Linked DNA regions of Hordeum vulgare: region 2 is linked to region 1. The links are chromatin contacts, called in public Hi-C maps. All regions are on one chromosome and are shown on one strand. The core of a region is the stretch at or near the end of the contact, and the rest is flanking DNA. Distances in the headings are between cores, read along the strand shown. Region 1 holds the start of LOC123395035. Region 2 holds the start of LOC123452831 (ribulose bisphosphate carboxylase small subunit, chloroplastic).

Region 1 (3,153 bases), core at 190-2,689:
GTCCATAAATATGTTGGACTTCCAGTTAAAATCCAGGAGACCAGGATAGATAGTGATTTCTTATTTATTCTTAAATAGTTTTTAACAGCTTACAGACAAAAAAAAAGTGCAACCCACGTTCATGCAAAGGCTAAAGAAGAAGTAAAGAATGAAATATCAGTTGACAAAAATAGCTTCTGGAATTACCTATTTAGACTAGAGACAACAAATCCTCTCTCCAACGCCTCCTTGCAAACGTGTGAACCAACGAAACCACTTCCACCTAGCACAAGCAGCTATATTGACACAAAGGTCAGAGGCATCCTAACAAAAGATGGAACACAAGAACAAACACACTCACAAATTGTGTCAAACGCGCCAAAAGCATATAATGAGCTACACCAGTTATACCAAAAATAAAAAAGATAACCATCTCTATAAATAGAACAGTATTACATGTACAGCTGTGCATGCATGAAACACCACTCCATGCGGAAATGTTGTGCATACATGTATAACATGATTATCAATGTGAAGTATCAATACAATGTTAATGAAACGAAATAAGGGTGAAGTTAGAAACTGAACAGGGGTATCCAATTTTCTCCACTTGTCCCCTGATATTCCCAACTATATATCTGTGGCATTTCTGCTTTCTGATGTATAGAGCCTCACTCCCAATACTGATCATCAACTATAAACTTATAGAGTAAGGTCTCACGAGTCTCGAGTTTCAGCGCCCCCCCCCCCCCCCAACACACACACACACACACATGATTGCTATAATGTGATTCCAGTGGGCATGAGGAAAACTGTTCTATCCACAACAGGATGTATCTGCTGGTGCCACGGTGCTCATCCACATGGCAAAAATGAGCCTCTCGGAGCATATGGGTATGAACAGTAAGTACCATCGAGATGTAACAAAACGATCTCCAGCAAACTAGGAAAATGCACTCAATCGCACCATTACCTTATCAGGAGAAGGTGGCGGCGGCGGCACCTTCACGGGTTCTGCCTCCTCGACCTTGAAAGGCTCGTCAACCAGCCGGGAATCCCTGGGCGTGGCATCGCTCGAGAACGCCTTGCCGTTCTTTAATAGAACTGGCGAGCTGCTCACATCGTCCCACCCAGGGTAAGAGAAAACACAGTCGGCGATAATATCTCGGCAACAAGAAGAAATTAGGATTCCGCGCTACAATCCGGTCGCCAAATGCGGCTCGCGACTGCGATAAAGCCACCGCAATGTCCTCGGGGCTGTCTGAAACGCATGACACGAGAAGGGACGACGGGGGTCACCTGAGACGGGAGGGCGAGGCAGAGCTGGAGGAGCGGATCAGGTGGCTCAGGGCCGACCTCATCGCCGCCGACGACGAACTCTCCTCGCGGCCGCGCCGAAAACGGAGGGACGGGGGATCGAGCAGGGGGGAACGGGGGCAAAGGTGTGTGTAACAGTGGAATGTTCGCGAGAGGGGGTTTGGGATCTACTATATGGTCCGCGCGGATGGCGGAAGCGGCCCAGGTGGCGCAGCCAGGGCGTGCCAGGTCGCGGCTTGACGTGCGGTTCCTAGGCGGCGAACGTAGCGACTAGCGAAGTCGTGTGCCATGCCGCGGCCGTTCCGGGTGTTTTGGCTGTGTTTTAGGTTGGTCAAAACTCACGTTACCATCTCTCATCAAAAGGAAGAAAAAAAAACACATCATATGTGTAGTGATCAACTTCATATTTAAAATAATTTTGCTAAAATACATCTAGATGTGATATACATATTAGTTTTAAGAAAAGTTCATATTTAAAATTGTGATAAATACACCCACGGTCATTGGAATTGAGACGGAAGCACGATACGATCATCCAGCTTTGGAATACGGCTGTTACGGTCATTATATACGATGTGACGTGAAAATATGATCACGGTTGCGCGTATGTGGTGTGTACATGCTCGTTTGACCACTTGTTGACCAGTCGTTGGGGTGGCGAACCGCGGACGTGACGCTATGCAAAATAAGCAAAAAAACTTGGGCATTGCTGAAACCCTCATTCATCCCTCCTTCACTGACGACGCCTCTTCGTCTTTGATTGGCGAAAGGGGAGACGTTGCATAGGCGACGTCGCCCCGGCGATCATCGGCGTCCCGGCGAGGGCAGGTGTTGACTTCTTCTATGGTTGCAGAGGCGCCGCCACCGCGTCTGTTCCACCGGCGATAGGTGGTGGCGATGGCCCCTCTTCGTCGCGAGAAGGGACGCCATCTCCGTGTACAATAAGTCTTCATCTTGCGTAAATCCGAGTTTTTTGTGTTTTGATGTTTAAAACCCCTCCTTTTTGGCCCGCACTATCATTATAGATGCTTTGCGGTTGGTAGTTTCGATGGATTGTACTAGGGTTTCAGCAATGGATTTGGTGATTTGAGAATCGGGGCTTAGATTTTAGATACTCAACTGAAATGATACTGAAGTCGATTCTGATGCATGTTGTTTGTTGTATAGGCCCTCGAAGCACCCATTTATGTGTGGAAATCAATCATGATGGATTTTTTGTTGGGCATGGAAGGAACCGTGCTTATGTTAATGGTCGTGCCATTTGATATGATAATCTGGAGAAGGTCATTTGATCACCAATTATGATTGAACACCTTGTTGAGGAGATTGGTTATGAGATGGCAGGGAGGTTGAAGGTATACTACTGTGTCCCCATCCTTACACTCAGTAATAATGGTCTCACGGAGCTTAGTCTTGATGAGAAGACAGATAGAATGTTGTTGTTTGTTGATATTGGACACCGTTCCTTTGGTAGCTATCTTAATATGATGATGAAATCTTAAAAGCAAACCTAAATGAGGATGATGTTGTCAACCATCCTAGAGCCATTGTGCCTCCGGTATCCAGTCCTGCAAGGAGAGTGGTGTTGGAAATATGCCCTAGAGGCAATAATAAAATAGTTATTATTATATTTCTTGTTTCAAGATAATCGTTTATTATCCATGCTATAACTGTATTGAATGGAAACATAAATGCATGTGTGGATATATAGACAAAACAATGTCCCTAGTAAGTCTCTAGTTGACTAGGCTGTTGATCAAGGATGGTTAAGGTTTCCTAGCCATAGACAAGTGTCGTCACTTGATGACTGGATCACATCATTAGGAGAATGATGTTATGGACAAGACCCAAACTATG
Region 2 (3,153 bases), core at 448-2,947, 370 kb before region 1:
TATATAAATTTAAGATGTAATCACTTGGGCCCATCAAATCAATGGTTAATGAGACGTGAGTAAGATATGTGAGAGATTTTCCGGTTTGGAGATACGTGAGATTTTGAAAGGAGACATCCTGGGAAAAAACAGAAGGGGGAGTCTTGAGAGATAAATATACAGTTGGTGGAAAAAAAGGGATATATGAGACCTGATAATTTGGGTCAGGTTTTGGACGTACGTGAGAGAGAGCCATGCGAGATTTACCAAGGAAAAAAAAATACCTAGGAGATTGTGTCAGATTTTGGTGTGGTTTGGTTCATTGGTTCTTTTTGTTGGCGCAAGAGATTTTTTTGGCACAAGAGTAACATAAATCATAGGGAATTTTAACTAATCTTAGAATTTTCAGGATTGATCTACACCGTAGTAATTCGGCCCCACGGGATCAACGGTTCCTAATTTTTAATTAACATGGGAATTTTTAGAAAGTCTAGAATTAGTATAAGTATAGATAGATTGTAATAATTCTATCTTTGCAAGAAATATAATACAACTTCCTCATTTTCCCTTTAGTTATACTCTAGCCTGAGATTTAGCCCTATGTCACACTTATAGATACAACTAATATCATATTATTGGCCAACGTTCCGTGGGGCCATGTTTATAACCCTACATCTTAGGGATAAAAACTAAGACAGAAGTTCCTAATAAAAAGTATAAGCACGGTGCTGGAGATATTTTCCATTGGTTACCATTAAAACGTATATAGTTGACATATTATTGTATAATATTATGCGTACGTGCATATACATAGCCACCGACAGCATTCACATACAAGCATGTTTTCTCGAGCCATGTTGGTACATGAACATGGACATACACATATTCTTAGGAACAAATAAGAAAGATAAATGGAGAAGGAAAACCCAAAGCAATGTCAGAGTTGACAAAACTGCAATGGCACTTTATATGTGGCCCATCGTCAGTGAGCTGTTTATGCCTTGCCGGACTCCTCGCAGCCTGGTGGCTTGAAGGCGATGAAGCTGACGCACTGCACCTGACGCATGTTGTCGAATCCGATGATGCGGACATACGCGTCAGGGTACTCCTTCTTGACCTCCTCCACCTCGTTGAGCACCTGTGTGGCGTCGGTGCATCCGAACATAGGCAGCTTCCACATTGTCCAGTACCGGCCATCGTAGTACCCAGGAGATGCGTTGTGCTCACGGAAGATGAACCCAACCTTGCTGAACTCGAGGCAAGGCACCCACTTGGAGCGGATCAGGTAGTCGACCTGCTTAAGGAGGGCCTCCGTGCTGAGTGGTGGCAAGTAAGACAGGGTCTCGAACTTCTTGATGCCCTCGATGGGCCACACCTGCAAATCAGATTCACGTCTATACATTAAGAGACTATAACTCTAGTTCTACACGTTTGATTGTTCTTCTTGACATCCGTCGGCTTAAAAATGACTAGAAAGACAGAGACGATGTTGTTTACCTGCATGCACCTGATCCTTCCACCGTTGCTGACGCTGCCGAGGCTAGCACCGTTCGAGCGGCGGCTGACGGGGAGGCCGGCGGTGGACTTGAGCCCCTGGAAAGGAGCGACGGAGGTGGCCGACGAGGCCATCACGGTGGGGGCCATAGCTGTACTATGTAGGTATATAGCTTGCTAGAGGGAGGCACACTGGCTTGAGGACTGGTTCGTTGGGTCAGCAAGGCTTATATAACCCTTGGGCCCTTCCTGAACAAGATGTGGAAGGAGTGGCTGCCGTTCGGCAGCGGCGATAAGCCCCCGCGGATCACCGCGTCCTGATAAGGTCGGGATAAACAACCACATGTCTGCGCGCCTTATCCTCTGCACCATAGAATCAACGGCCGTGTGCCCTGCTAGCTGCTGGCCCTACTCATTGCTTGCTACTTGCACTCATGCCCATTTGCATTATTCTCCAGGTTGGCTGTACCGTATATATGGTGAGATAGTGAGATGTATCAGCATTGCTACGCCTACTAACTAGAGTTAACTTTTATTTGAGGGAAACTAGAGGTGATTATATATTGTGAAAGGGCATCTGCCTTAGGTACACTTCCAGATTAATACTTGGCAAACACAGCTTCCTTCATCCTACACGGTTAGTATGCCGAAGTCATGTCCGTGATATGATGTCTCAAGTCTCAGCATAGATAGTTTATGAAATGGTTGTGTCGCTGTGAAAACCGGTCGACTTTGGCCGCCGTTTGCAATCTCACTTTCGGATTCAACAGTAAGATACTCCTAAGCATGGCATTGCTAGCTGCTTGATGTCTCTCATGTAGAATTTTCTTTGAGTGTACAAACTCAAAGGAATAAATTAAGGCAAACATCACAACAATAAGAACAACATTACATAAAAATAAAAAAAACAGTGATGACAATGATCATCAATGTACAAAATCACACGAACAAACTAAGGCTAGCATCACAATTCATCACAACAACAACAAAAACAACGATGGTGATAATGATGATGATGCAAAATTGTGTGATCACCTCATTTTCTACACCGAGGTGGTGTTGGTTAGTCGTTGGCTCTCACTCTCCATCTCTCCCTCTCCTTCTCCCTCTCTCCCTCTCTCCCCATCCCTCCCTCTCTCTCCCTCCCTCCCTCCCTCTCTCTCTCTCCCTCTCCCTCCCTCCCTCCCTCCCTCCTCTCTCTCTCTCTCTCTCTCTCTCTCTCTCTCTCTCTCTCTCTCTCCCTCCCTCCCTCCCTCCCTCCCTCTTCCTCCCTCTCCCTCTCCCTCCCTCCCTCCCTCCCAAACAAGCATCCTCACATCACTCCCAAACCTATCCCGTACCCATAATAGAGGATATGTGGTGCGAGAGTTGCAACCTGAAAAGTGCATGTGTGTGACAGCCCGAGACCGACGTTCTATAAGATTCCCCTCATATTTTATTGCCGTCGTGCGATTAGATTGTCTGTCACATTCATCATCGCATCATGCGCATCATCTGCATTGCATCGGCACTCCGTTGCCGCTAGTTTTCAAAACCTGCATCCGTTATTAGTTGCTGGTTCTCTCTATGTTCGCCGTCGAACGTTTTGAGACCAACCACACACGCATGCGCCCGTGGCATCGTTAAAATATTATTTTTAAAAGTGCGTTAAAAATATTCACGGCTTGGGTCGAAAGTTGG

The links. Hi-C and Micro-C count contacts between places; a contact is called where the count stands out from the background.
Region 2: a contact with region 1 is called in a Hi-C map of seedling, with 3 times the contacts expected there. The contact joins the promoter of LOC123452831 here to the promoter of LOC123395035 in region 1. A contact is called at or near these places in 2 of 6 Hi-C or Micro-C datasets (leaf and seedling).

Annotation. Positions count from the first base shown.
Region 1 is chr5H:356,710,306-356,713,458 of MorexV3_pseudomolecules_assembly, reverse strand. It overlaps LOC123395035, which reads right to left and starts at 1,439. Exons shown (of 10, transcript XM_045089950.1): 1 at 1,279-1,439; 2 at 953-1,091; 3 at 187-275. The coding sequence starts at 1,340.
Region 2 is chr5H:357,081,405-357,084,557 of MorexV3_pseudomolecules_assembly, reverse strand. It overlaps LOC123452831 (ribulose bisphosphate carboxylase small subunit, chloroplastic), which reads right to left and starts at 1,697. Exons shown (of 2, transcript XM_045129554.1): 1 at 1,477-1,697; 2 at 728-1,354. The coding sequence starts at 1,623. The coding sequence ends at 974.